Linked DNA regions of Mus musculus: all the other regions are linked to region 2. A link is a contact called in public Hi-C and HiChIP or PLAC-seq data. All regions are on one chromosome and are shown on one strand. Each heading gives the region's core, a stretch centred on a gene start, on an enhancer-like site or on the middle of the called end of the contact. The rest is flanking DNA. Distances are from core to core; before and after follow the strand shown. Region 1 has its middle 83 kb from the start of Gm35850. Region 2 has its middle 310 kb from the start of Gm24212. Region 3 overlaps Chd9 (chromodomain helicase DNA binding protein 9).

Region 1 (4,562 bases), core at 843-3,342, 680 kb after region 2:
CCCTCTGTTCTATTACACTAATTTACATGTCTATTTTTGTGGTAGAACCATGATGTTTTTAATAATTACTATGGACTGGAATGTATCTTAAGATTGGGTAGACCAAGTACCGTGTTATTTTAAGTAGTATAACTTGGTGATATAATTCTAAGTCAGGAAGTGGGATGCATCCAATTTCACTTTTCCTTCTCAGTATTGCTTTGGTTGACTGGAGTGTGTATGTGTGTGTGTGTGTGTGTGTGTGTGTGTGTGTGTGTGTGTGTGTGTGTGTGTGTTCATACACGTGCGCATTTAGCATGTTTATTTCTGGAAGTAGTCCCCTTGGTATTTTGATAAGGATTGCACTCTATCCACCACTCTGGATACTATTTTTAATTTCTCATTGCAAGCTCGATTAGAAGATTCTCTAACATGTTTCAGAAAGCAACAGGAAGTAATGAAAATAAACTTACAGTAGCTGGAATACAGAAAATAAAGAGATAACACCCCTTGATCGTCGGGAAGCACTGATTTCCGAGGAAGGGCTATCGAGTAAAACACAGCTTTGTCCTCATCCAGGAAGGTACTGTGGGTCTTGGCCACACTTTCTATTTATGGCTATGCAGATAGGTTGGCTTTATTTTAAAGATTTTTTTTAAAGGATTCCCTTCATGTTAAAAGAGGTTTGGATGAAATGAATCTGTTAGTCTCCCTAGCTCTAAGATCCTGTGTTTTTATGACAGTAAACTCACTCAAACAGCTGTTGTTTTTTAAATAACTAATTAGCAGTACCATAGTTGGCTACTAAAGTTAATTGAAGGGGGAAAAAAGCCAAGTAATAAATTACTTCGACCCATGTGATTGTTTCCTTGTTATAGAACGACAGTAAGTACTCGGAATGGGGTTGATTTGTTATTAAGATCATGATGATACCTACCACTACTCATTGTTATGCAACAGAAACTTTGCTTGGGTTCCTGCCTTAATCTTCCCTGAGTCCATTAAGTAGATCATATAATTTCCCCCATTTATATGTCAGAAAGGCTCAAGAGGTTAACTGAATTTCCCCGAGATTGTAGATAAGTGACAGAGCCAAGATTTGAATCCAGATTGACTTTATGCCAAAACTTTTGTTCTTCTCCATCATACCATACAGACTCCAGACTTAAGGACAAACTCCGCTCATGGGCACAAGCCAGTTTTAATCTACCCTTTGATGACTGACTGACTGGTTGACTCTTTGACAGATCAAATACCTTCCATGCCAAGCCTCCAATAGGATAAGAGAAACCAATTTTCCCACCATTCTCCACTCTGTACATTTGAATAAGTCTTTGTATTTCCCTGCAGGTATAAGACAATGCTCGTTTAAAAGGGATCAGAGATCCATATTTGTCTTTACCCGGTCTCATCCATGATTCATTTTTAACAGAAGCAAGCCCCTCCTCCCCCTTCCCTCTGCCCGTTCCTCGTACATAGCTATATTGCTTGGCTGACTGCACGGATCCTTTGACAAAGCATGTGTCACTCTCACAGCTAATAGATTGATATGATAGCAAACAAATGTCTTTCCATTTGGAAGAATTTATACTTGAGAAAACACCTTTCCCCCAGGACCCTCTACTTATCCATGAGGATGAATCATGGGGATGGGTACAAGACAATCCCTACAGAGAGGTTTTTCAAAACCAGCTTTGATTGGTTGGCCTTCAGCTAGGTTTTTTTGCTTTTTTTTTTTTTTTAAGCACCTACAAATTAGGCATGCCGATTATCTTTTCAAAGTCTTTCTGGCTTTGTTCATTTTAATGGCAGAATAAGACAGCATTTAGACCCAAACACTTTCCCGGCAGTGTGCAAGCTGGGCCCTAAACATTTACCAAGAAATCGTCCCAGGGTCCAGTCGTCTTTCAAACAGAAACAGTGTTTAGCTACATAGAAATCACTTTAGGACAGAGCTGTTCCAACAGTCGCTGTGCCCACAGAAAAGGATTCTATTTTGGCTAGCAAATACTTGCAAAAAAAAAAAAAAAAAAAAAAAAGCCTTTCTAGCTATCCATGGGAAAGGAGTGAGTGCCCCCTGGTGAAAATGTGGGAAACGCTTCCATATGTTGTTTTTGGCTGGCAAGAAGGTGCAGATGTCTTCACAATAAAAATATACTCGCTGAGAGTGCTCATATCCTTGAGAAGAGCTGGCACCGTTTGCAGGACTGGATCTAAAGGTGACAAAGGCATACAAAGGAAGCAGGACAGAGGGCCTACACCAGAACAGACAAGTTGGAGCCACAGGTGAACCCGAATTTAAGTGTCTCTTTCTGGCTTCACCAAACCTACCCTCCATCTGTCTCCACCCTCTTCCTTGTCCAGGGGAGCCAACCTATAGGACTTTATTATGTATCCCTTGGCCTTCTGCCCTCTAGTCAGGTTTACCCAAGGGGAGGCACTGGCTGGTGATGGAGGAGGAGGTATAGGAAAATGTTTATTCCCAGGCTCCATCCTTCCAGTACATTTGGAAGGTACTGTCTCCCCTTTCCCCTGCCACCACCACTGCCCATAATCTCAGCAACTCCAGACAGCTGTTCTATATAACTTTCTCTTGAAGGTCTGGTGCCCTTTAAGCATATGGTGGTTAGAGCTCCTCACTGTTGCTGGCTTGAAGTACTTCACCATTCTCCCAGAGTTCCCTTCCTGCTACACCCACCTTGGTTAAAACAAAACAAGTTCAGACAGCAAAAATGCACACTGACAACCTTTATCAAGGTACCATCTCCTTTCCAAGTTTATCCTGACTGGTGCACATGCCACGATTTCTATAATATGCCTTTAAAATGCAGGTAGAGTGCTACACGCATAGAAGCTCAGAAGGAAGCTGGAAAGGATGCTGAGGCAGGAGGATTGTGAGTCTGGGGCCCAACTTGGACTGCGTAGCAGGACTCTTATCTCAGACAAATAAACAGTAACAACATACAATATACACAAAACATAAATGCAATAGACATCTAGATTTGTGTAGCACCAGGGACCCCTAAATCTCCCAGTCATTGTAGGCTCCAAATCACCTGGACAGAAGTGAAGTTAAAAAAAAAAAGAAAAAAGTATGGCCAGCTGTACAAAGGTAAGGCAGAAATCTCAGTGGTTTTCAGAGTCTTACTTCCTTCCGTGGCCTGTGACATCTTTAGCTCAAAGTCAAAGCTCTGACTTTGTTTTGAGTAGGACGAAGATTCTGTTTACATTTAGCCTTCACCCATCTCTCCAGGGTGAAGAGAGAACAAATTGTCCTGTCAGGAGAGATCCGTGAGATTAAACAATAGTGTGTTGGCTCTATGGTGCTAAACTGTTGAGAGTAGAGGCTCTGCAGACCCAAGAACAAAAGGACAGCCCCCTGGTCTGTAACCAGGGCACCAGCCCAAGGGTCTGTTCACTGGCAGGAACACACAGATGTAGCTGGACCCTGCCAGTCCTCCACACATCCGGACTTTCTGCATGATTCCATTGTGAGGCTGTCATTCCGGATTGTGCCTGTGAACTCTCTGCTGCTGGGGGTGGAGAGGAGGAGGGAGGAGCAGAGGAGCTAGCATGGCCTTAGGCTTTCAAAGCTGGGCTCCACTCCCAGTCTTACTTCTCCCTTACTGTGTGATGGGGAACAATGTTAACCCTTCCAAGACCCTTCCCCAACCTCCCAGTGAAGATAACCACAGCATCAATGCCGTTTACCCACCTAGCTGGTGTCATGAACCTGGGAGAGCAGGACCTAAAAATGAAGCAAAATAAAGTCGCATCCAAGATTCAACTATTCAACTTTATTCAGAGCATCGGACAATTTATATGCTGAGGGTTAAGAAGAGTCACCTGAGTGAAGTGTCCAATCACAAGGACAATGCCTCACATGGCAAAAGCATGTTTTCCCCTGAGGAACATGAGTGACAGCACATGAGGTAACTTCACTCCTATCCACTGCACCTGGGAAGAGCACAAAAACACATTTCAAGAACAATTTTGTGTTTTGAAGAAACCGAGGTCACAAGACTCTCGTCTTGTTTTGCTGGAGTTTTCTCACTAGCAGTCAGATTTCTCACATGACTCCGCTCTTGGGCTGTTCTGACACAGTGGTATGAAGGGTAAACAGAGTCATAAGAAATGAAGTGTGGCATCCCAAACACACTGAGGACATCTGTTGTAGAAGACTTGGCTTCATCCTCCTAAATTCTAAAGAGGGCATAGGCCTCCACCTCTGCACTGAAGTTCAACAGTCAGATCATCATACAGAAAATGGGTTTGAGCTAACAGCTTGAGTTGTTTTACATCCAGAAACGTTCTCCTGGGCCCGTAAGATACCACTAAAGCCTGACAACCTAAATTTGATGGCAGGATCCCATAGAGGATGGAGAGGAAAGCAACTCTTGAACGTTGTTTCCTCCTGACCTCCATACTCAGGCTGTAGCACCTGGATGTCCATCACGATGATGATGATGGTGGTGGTGGTGGTGATGATGATGGTTTTTAAAGAAAAATTTTAAAGTATTTAAATTCAAAAGTTTAAAGAAAATTCTCCCTTTCACACCTGGCCCATTTCAGCACACTAGGAA
Region 2 (4,416 bases), core at 493-2,992:
TAAGGATGGACTCTTTTTAAAAGAACACATTGCACGCTAATCTACTCTATATAGTCCCACTTACTGTTATAAGGACTAAAACTTCTATGTGTTTTTATGAATTCAATATGTAAGTGGTAAACCTAATAAAAGTAGAAAACTGTACTATGTATATAAAAATCTCATAAAATTTACCCCCTCAAAGGAAAGAAAAGCAAATGAGCTAGCAGATTTCAATTTGATCAGGTGGTTGTTTGTTAATTGATAAAGAGCACTTACCTCTGTATTTATGTAAAAAAAAATCTAGATAACAAATGGATTTTGAGATGATTGATGATAGATAGATAGACAGGTAGATAGACAGATAGATAGAAGATAGTAGATAGACAATTGTAGATAGATAGTAGACAGATGGTAGTAGATACATATAAAGTAGATAGGTGATAGATATAGATAGATAGATAGATAGATAGATAGATAGATAGATAGATAGATAGATAGATAGATAGATAGATGATAGGTAATACAACTTTCAGTGAGTATAAGTGATTCAAAGGCTCCTGTAAATTTGAAACTCAGACTTACCCCCACAGTTCCTGTTAGAAGTGGGCGTCACCTTTCATATTCCTCATGCTCCTGTCATCCACACTGCCTTGGACCCATTTGCCTCAGTGGGAGTTGCGGTAGGAGCTCCATGATCTTGATTAAATGCCCAGTTCCAGCTTGCTTACTTCCCAAATATTCATCCTTGGACAACATTTCTTCTCTCTGGGCTTCTACAAATGAGCTGGATTGATCAGCCCTCCCTTTGTGAGTCTCCCTGAAGAGCAGTGACCTCCTGTGGGAAGTGCTTTGCACCCAGAGAGCACACAATTCCCAAGAATCAGGTTTACAATTGTAGTGGTTCTTTTTCTTCTTGCTATCAATGGACAAGATCATATTAAAACACTAATATGGGTGCATGTTATATTCAGCTCTCTGCCTCCCCACTCAAAGGCCATTTATAAGATGTGCTCACAACATCAGCTTACCGCCACTACAGGGCTTTCCACTAGGCATGCAGCATTTATCTCACCTCAATGAATTCTTTCCCATCCTCTTTTAGGTTCTACTCCAGATTAGAGGAGAATTTAATATCCAGTAGCCATGGGTCCTAATAAATACATAGCTTTTCCTGGGACCAGATGACTAAACTTAACTCTAGAAAGGGAACATTGCCCATGTCAGAGTTATCGACCAGGAGACAACTATTTCAGACTGTTTCACAAAACAACAGCCTTGGCTCTGAAGCTATCTCAGCTTTGCTCCGTTTTCCCCAGAACTAGTGACAAACTTAATTAATGCAGCAATTGCTAAGGGAGAATTACCATCTCTTCTTAGGCAACAGATTCTTATTCTCAAGCCCCAAACCTTACCTATAGCAAGCACCCTTCAGTCAAGTCTTTCTATGCCTCGGAAAGGACATCTGTCCTTTTTAAATGAGAATTAACTTTTTCATTTTAGTTTTCCTCTTTGAAGCTTAAGGTAAAGAATGCAGCAGATATTGACAAATGAATCAGTCAGAACCGTTGCTTTGGGGCTATAGAAGGCTTTCAAAAACACCCTCAGAAATGCACAGATAAGTCTTTTGATGAAACACTCCCAATCTTAGAGACATTTTTAGCTGGCACAAATGTTTATCCTCAAGTGCTTTCCACGCTGTCAGCACAATCTGGGCATGTTTATGATGCAGTCCGCATGCAGCGTGAGTCCAAAATGTGGCCAGTTGTCAGAGAAGGCACCAGAAACTGTCTTGTCGGCATTACTCACGATGCTGGTAGCAAGATCAATAGCTGCAGTGCACCCAGGAAGCTGCAGAGCCCAGCAAGCAGTCATTTCTGACACCGAGAATCTAGGGAGAATGATGGGCTTCTTGGCAAAACCCAGAAGGCAGCCTCCTCAGGTTAACACAGAGGACACTGAAGCAGCGAACAGCCCTGGGGCCTGACACTACCACCTGGGAGCACTTCTTCCAAGGGAGGAGCTGTATGGAAACACAGCATTCAAAGGGAGGGAAAGCACCCTTTAGGGTTTGTGTGTGCTCGAATTTTAGTAAGGTGGTGTGATCTTGACAGAGCTTCAAGGCTCAGAAGGGGGTACACCAACCCCCTCCCTTTCCCTTTTGCCTCCCTTCTGAGACTATCCAGTCTTATGTAATCTTAAATCTCTCAAGAATCTCTTTCTATTTCAAGGCAGATGAGGTCTGCTGAAAAATAATAATAATCAATAATAATAATAATGGAGCCATGATACCTTTACTACACATGAACAGGTAGATGTGAGGTCACTGATGTGAGGAGAGTGTCAGTGGAATTGGACTATGTGTTAAATATCACAAATATGTCAACTAAAGGTTTATTAAACAACCCGCTTGAACATAGATACAACACAAGCATTAATCATCAAAGAAGTCATTTCTTAATTGTCTACTGTGTGCACAATAGAACAGCTTTTGTCCATGAGTCATCATTCATTCCACTGGGCCATGTATTAAACTCATTAACACCATGACCAAGGCAACTTGAGGAAGAGTTGATCCTGGCTTGCAGTTCCAGAGGATACAGCTTCATCATGGCACAAGAGCATTGCAAGAACTGACAACTGTGGTGGCAGAAACAGGAAGCTAAGAATGCATGTCTTCCACCACAAGCATCAAGCAGGGAGTGAGCAGGAAGTGGGGCTGATAACAAACGCCTGCCCCATGACATGCTTTCTCCAAAAAGGCATTACCTCACAAAGGTTCCCAAACAGTGCTGCCAAATGGGCACCAAACCTTCAAATACCGGAGCTTACAAGGGACATTTCTCATTTAAACCACCAATGGTCATGAAAAATGGGTAATACTTGTATCCCTTGTACTGGTGAGAATGCTGGTCATTAGTAATGGTTCTCAAAGCAGGGTTCCAAGGCCAGAAACCTTAAACATCACTTAGAAGCATGTAAAAAAAATAGATTCTTTGGTCCACTCCAGACCTACTGAGTCACTTGGCTGGTCCCTGGCCATCTTGCATTTTAACAACACTTCCAAGAAGTTTAATGTGTGCTCAAGTTTGAGAACATTGGCCCTGGGATAAAGTTTCATGGAAGTCTTGACGTACATCCAAATAACCTAGACACCATGAAAACCTACTGTACAGATCCCAGCCCTAGACGCTTTTACTTGGTTGATCTAGATGGATGAATTTTTTCTGTCTCAGGTAGCTGTAATCAGCAGCACCACCCACAAGAGACAGTAAGTATCCCAGGGTCCCTGCCAAAAATGAAAACTGTGGAGGCAAAAAGTGAAATTCCAATCTGAGCCAAATGGGAACTATATTAATACATCGTCTTTGCTCAGAGTCTGGTCGAGGAGAGCTAGCTAGGGACGTTGAATCTCAACTGGTATCCTCCAACTGAGGTTTCAATCTGTATGTTAACAAGATCCCTAAGTGAGACACATGGCTATAGAATTGGGGTAGGGTCAGAACAGTCATCACGGAAATGATACCATTTAATCATTCGTGTTGACTTAACTTCTCTGTCAGCATGTCAGTTATTATTTGATGATATTGATAGGATCCAGTTCCTATCCAATGCCTTTTCCCCATGACATGTCCTGAGTACTCTTCTTTATCCATTCATCCACAGAATAGGTGCTTGCTGGAGGTATGAGGAAGCTTACACAGTCTGGTACAAAAATAAATGTGTATTGGATATTTAGGCATGATTTTCAAATGTACAGTAGAGTCAAAAAGAAAGAGAATCTAAGAAGCAAGCATCCAAAACAGAGAGTGTTGATTTACGTCTACTTGAGCCAGAAGACAAAATGTCTTTGAACTCCAGAACCAAGCCTGGAAACTCGAAGGCTTGAATTTCTCTGTATTGGGAAGTAGGGGAGGACTGCACGGGGTGACAGCTATTCTCTACTCCAAAGGAGTTAAGAACTTGTCAACAGCAGAGTGAGAAAAAAACACTTGCTAGTGATAGAAGTCAACTATAGAGCTACAGGAAGGAACATGGATGGATTTCACAGCTGCAATGTAGAAAAGCTCAGATTTCTCAAGGACACATGGTATACAAATATTAACTATGTGAAATGTCACCTTGTCACACACAGGCCTATAGATAAAAACACTAAAAGTATAGATATTACATTGAATAGCAGTTGCCTCTGAAAAAAAATAGAAAATACGACTGAGTAGGGCATGAAAGGAGAGGATGAGTATTTTATTCTATTCTACTTCTGAAGCTGGGAGGTAAGCTCTAATGCCTGCGTATTTGTGATATTCTGAATGTAGTTTTATATGTCTGAAACACCTACTCTCCATTTTCTTATAAAATAGAAAATAGAACAACAGCAATTCTAACTTTTTTCACAACCTTGAGATTGGGGATCCACCCACTCATGCTTAATATGAG
Region 3 (4,602 bases), core at 857-3,356, 920 kb after region 2:
CAGCCTCCTCTCTCCACAGCACTGAGACCTGAGTGCTGGGGTGCAAGAAACTGGCTGCGGGTGGTTTGGTTTCAGGAGAGATCAAACACAGCAGCTTGCATTGCACAAGCTAGGTGAGGGTGCAGCCCTGAGCTAAGCCCCACCTCTCTGCTGTGTGGTTAATGATGCAGCTTGGAGAAGTGAGGAGGAGTTGGGCCTGTTAGGAATTGTGCTGTTATCTGGGGACAAGCAGAGAGCGGTTCCAAGCCCCGAAATCTGACTATGGTAACAGCCTCAGAAAAGCACACAAGGCGGGAAGCCTGAGAGTTGCCGCCTTCTTTTCCTTCCTTCCCTTTTATTTGCTTTTGTTATTATTGCTTGAGTTGTTTTTAGGAGTTGGCTTAGCAGTGAAAATCACTGTCTTTTCTTCCAGAGGACCTGGGTTCAATTCCCAGCACTCACATGTAGCTAGCTAGCCTTCTGTGATTTTCATTCCAATGGAACTATCTATCAGTTTCTTCTGGTCTCTATGGGCCCTGCATGGACTTGACGCCCAATCATACATGCAAGCAAAACATCCATATGCATAAAATAAAAATAAATATTCATGCTGGCCTGGAACTCACTATGGAGCCCAGGCTGGCCTGGAAATTGCTTATTTGGTTTGCTTTGCTGGATTTGTTTGTTTGTTTTCCAGGGGAGGGGGTGTTCAAGTCAGGATTTCACTCTACAGCTCTGGCTGTCCTGGGACTCACTATGTAGACTAGGCTGACCTAAAGCTTACAGAGATCTGCCCACCTTGGCATCCTGAGTGCTGGGATTAAAGTTGTGTGTTGCTTGCCCTTAAACTCACAGAGATCCTTCTGTTTCAGTTTTTCACGTGTTGGAATTACAGGCATGTGTGTCCACCATGAAGTTTTCTTCTCAACAGCACATGAAAACAGCAGTGTTCATGACAACATCTTCTCCATCTTGGAGACTGGATGGTTCCCTCTGTATTCTTGACTTATCTTTGTCCCTAAAACCTCACTTCTTCCACCAGGCATGGTGGCGCACGCCTTTAATCCCAGCACTTGGGAGGCAGAGGCAGGCGTATTTCTGAGTTCGAGGCCAGCCTGGTCTACAGAGTGAGTTCCAGGACAGCCAGGGACACACAGAGAAACCCTGTCTCGAAAAGAACAAAAACAAAAAAAAAAACAACAACAACAACAACAAAAACCCTCACTTCTTCTGAAAAGCTTCTGTGGCCATACACTTTAGACCAGAGTGACAAGCATAAATGTTCATAGGGAATAAACAAAGTGGACCCGAGCAAGTGTTTTGCTATAGGGACACGTGGGCCGTGACATTTGTAGAGTATATACTTCTGCTTGGCTCCAAGATGGTAATGAACACAGTGGAAGACCTCAATGTTACTGAATCTCTAAAAATTTAGGCGTCTAAACTGTTAGGTAAAACATTTTGGCTTTTAAATGTTGGCAAGTCAGGAGTGCAGGTAAATTTATAGTCTTTGACAAGAACAAATAATTTTTGCATAGTGAGGGCCATGTGTAAAAAGATAAACAAAGACCTACGGTGGCATGTGCCTCTAGTCGTAGCTCCTGAGAGGTAGAGGCAAGAGAATCTTAAGCTTTATGGCCAGCCTGCTACATGAGGAGACCCTACCTATCTCACAAGACAAGAAGAGTAGAGCAAAGTCAGCCCGCCGCCAAGGCTCTGTGTCATCTGCTTAGTCCTGGGTTATTTTGGAGAAAGTAGCAGTATCTGAGTCATCTTGGCAGACTGGGAAAGATGTGCCACTGTGGGTAAGCCCCTCCGCCCAGAGCTCCGATTTCCTCTTCTGCAGACTGGGATGCACTCAAGGGTTCCCAACAGATGTCCATCTAAGTCCAGCACAGCTTCAGAAATGCTCTCTGGAGCTGGGGAGTGGCGGAGGGACCCCGAGGCTTGCAGAACGACAGCTGAGCCTTTGTTCTGTTTTCCTCCCTGGGATTTTTCTTTGCTTTTTCTGTTTAAAATCCTGGACTTCTGCCAAAAGTTTAAAAATAAAATCTGAGAAGTGTGTTTTCGTAAAGTTTGACGATCTGCGTTAGCTGCACAGCTCCACTGTAAGGTGTTACCAGCTTTTCTCCGTTTGTCTAAAGCTGCTTGTTTGCTCCCAGTTGTCACTGGGTCTCTACAGATAAAGGAGTCGTCCTCAGACATTACAGGGAGGGCCTACGGTACAGTTGAGTGTTAGAGCAAGGGCAAAGACAGGATGTACGCCCACATATACAGGCATACATGCACCCATGTGCATATACCACACACACCATGTGCATACACTACACACACCATATACACATGCATCCTTGCACAAACATAAACATGTGCACACAGACACACACAGAGAATTATAGAAAGATTCTGATACATTAGTTTATCAGATTTTGTTTTTACATCTCTTTTTTACATTTGTTTGTTTATTTATTTTTGAGAGGTCTCATCATGTAGCCCTGGCTGTCCTAGAACATCCTATGTAGACAAGGCTGGCCATGAACTCACAGAGATCTGCCTGTTTCTGCCTCCCTGGCTCCCCAGTGCTGGGATTAAAGGCATGCAACTAATATGCCTAGCCTTTTTTTTTTCCGGTGAACAGATATGTTCTTATTTCTAGTGTTATAGTCCTTATGAATAATGTAATCATATCTGCTACCGAAAAGCTTTCCTGGCCATTTATGGTGATGTAGCTATAGTTCCTGTTACTTAAGAGGCTTAAATCCAGGAGTTTGGGGCCAGTTTAGGAAACAGCAAAACCCTGTCAAAACAAACAAATAAAACCCACCATCAACAAAAGAAAAACAAACTCACTAGCAACAGAGCCTTGTTGAGTGTGTATGACTTCATAAAGCCCACCGACATTGCCCAGGGACCTCCAACCTCCAGTCACTCAGCTCAACTGACACGAATCTGAGTACAACTAATTCATTTCAAAGTGTTATCTTTGAGGTCAGATGTAGTGGCCCCTAGCCTATAATCCCGGCACTTAGTAGGCCCACAGCAGGAGCATCTGAAGTTCAAGGCTCATCTAGATTACACGTTTAAAAAAAAGAGCTCTAATTCGTTGATGACAGTATATGATGATTATGTAGAAGATTCAAAATAATAACCACAAAAAAAGGCAATTTTGTCTTTTTGTTGTCAAGGCAATTTTGTCTTTTTGTCGTCGTCGTTGTTGTGATAATAGAGAAACTAAGTCTGAGTGAGGTCCAGGCTAGCCTGGACCACTGAGACTGGTCCACCATGTGTTCCTCAGGCTCCCTCTAAGGTTGCTGGTAACTTTGAGAAGTCAGGTGGCCTGAGGACTCCTGTTTGAAGCTGTCTTCAGATCCTCTAGCAAACTGCTTTCAACTCTGGCTTTCCAGAGCTTCTTAGCTACAGAAATTGCCTTGAATGGAGGCTGCTAACACACAGCTCTTATTGTTCGCTGCCCTAATCTCAACCGATCAGAGGATCCGTGAATTTAAATTGCCCTTTCGAATGACCTGGATTTTTTTTTCCAGTGGGAATAAAAGAACTTCAGATGTGGAATGGAATCTGTTGATTTTCTAATGTTCCTGCTGAGTTTCTCCTGATGTAAAGAAACCTGGTTTTCCACACCTACTTTAAGGGGTTCAGGGTCCCTAGTGGGACTATGTGTGGAGACAATGCAACACAATTATTGATTACAGGACTTTTTTTTTTTTTTAACTTAGCACCTTGCTGAGGAATAATAAGCTAAGGCTGGGTGAGGGAAGCCTACCCAGTACCTTTCTCCAGCTGCTAATCTCCTAGCATGTAGCAGCCCTAGGTAGGGCAGGGCGATGCAATTTGCTTTCCAAATTATTACCTTCCATTTCATCCAGTATCTTAATTAATGTGCTACACACAGAGACAAGGGTCTCACTATTTAGCCCTGGATAGTCTGTAGCCTGTTATTTCAACCAGGCTGGTCTCAAACTTACAGAGTTCCATCTGCCTCTGTTTCCCAAGTGCTAGGATTACGGTGTGAGCTATCATTCCTGCCTGAGATACCCCTATACCACCATCGTAACTTTAAGGAATGTCCTTTGTCCTGTTGGTTGCAGTTGGGTCTTCACTGTAGTTTAGTTTCTTCCCTTGTGAGTGGATGGTAACATCAGGGGCTCAATGAACTGAAGAAGCCTAACCTCACATCCAGCAAACCCAAATTCCAGCCCAGTTTTCTTTCCCACTTTTATAAAACACTGCTGTTGGGTTTTCCTTTAAGTTCATCTCCAAGACAGAAGACTACTAATTTTCACTTGCACACTCTAGTACTTTCAGGGAATACTTATAAGCGTGTTTATGAGGAGCAGCGAGGCAGACAGCATAGGCGCTATTCTCACTTCCAGCGCGAGAAAACTTGCTGAGCAGTTAGTCAGTGACAGCTTGCGCTGTGGTTCAGCTAATGGTCTTTTCATCCTATAGCCTTTGCATTGCATTGCAATCCTCTGGCCTTTGGGGATTTGTTAGTTTGTTTATTGTTGTTTTGAGACAGGGTCCCACTGTAGGAACAGATAGGCCTGGCTGGCCTCTGAACTCAACCTTTGGCTAAGGCTAGCCTAGCAAAGCCTGAGACCCGTG

What was found. A called contact is a pair of places that touch in the nucleus more often than the background predicts. HiChIP or PLAC-seq counts read pairs in DNA pulled down with a chosen protein or histone mark.
Region 1: a contact with region 2 is called in an H3K27ac HiChIP or PLAC-seq map of SST interneurons, with 17 times the contacts expected there. The contact joins two enhancer-like sites. A contact is called at or near these places in 1 of 484 Hi-C or Micro-C datasets (nephron progenitors) and 3 of 115 datasets of contacts at active chromatin or transcription factors (SST interneurons, embryonic basal ganglia and embryonic forebrain).
Region 3: a contact with region 2 is called in a Hi-C map of cortical neurons, with 7 times the contacts expected there. The contact joins two enhancer-like sites. A contact is called at or near these places in 1 of 484 Hi-C or Micro-C datasets (cortical neurons) and 1 of 115 datasets of contacts at active chromatin or transcription factors (embryonic forebrain).

Annotation. Positions count from the first base shown.
Region 1 is chr8:90,655,834-90,660,395 of GRCm38.p6, forward strand. No RefSeq gene overlaps it. Among named protein-coding and RNA genes, the nearest start is that of Gm35850, 83 kb to the right of the region's middle. Within about 2 kb of position 2,093, at least 20 of the 459 cell types and tissues checked have an H3K27ac peak or open chromatin away from gene starts, as enhancers often do. A contact at or near this core is called in SST interneurons, where this site is marked.
Region 2 is chr8:89,974,024-89,978,439 of GRCm38.p6, forward strand. No RefSeq gene overlaps it. Among named protein-coding and RNA genes, the nearest start is that of Gm24212, 310 kb to the left of the region's middle. Within about 2 kb of position 1,743, at least 8 of the 459 cell types and tissues checked have an H3K27ac peak or open chromatin away from gene starts, as enhancers often do. A contact at or near this core is called in SST interneurons and cortical neurons, where this site is marked.
Region 3 is chr8:90,892,590-90,897,191 of GRCm38.p6, forward strand. All of the region lies in intron 2 of Chd9 (chromodomain helicase DNA binding protein 9), which reads left to right. Among named protein-coding and RNA genes, the nearest start is that of Chd9, 66 kb to the left of the region's middle. Within about 2 kb of position 2,107, at least 76 of the 459 cell types and tissues checked have an H3K27ac peak or open chromatin away from gene starts, as enhancers often do. A contact at or near this core is called in cortical neurons, where this site is marked.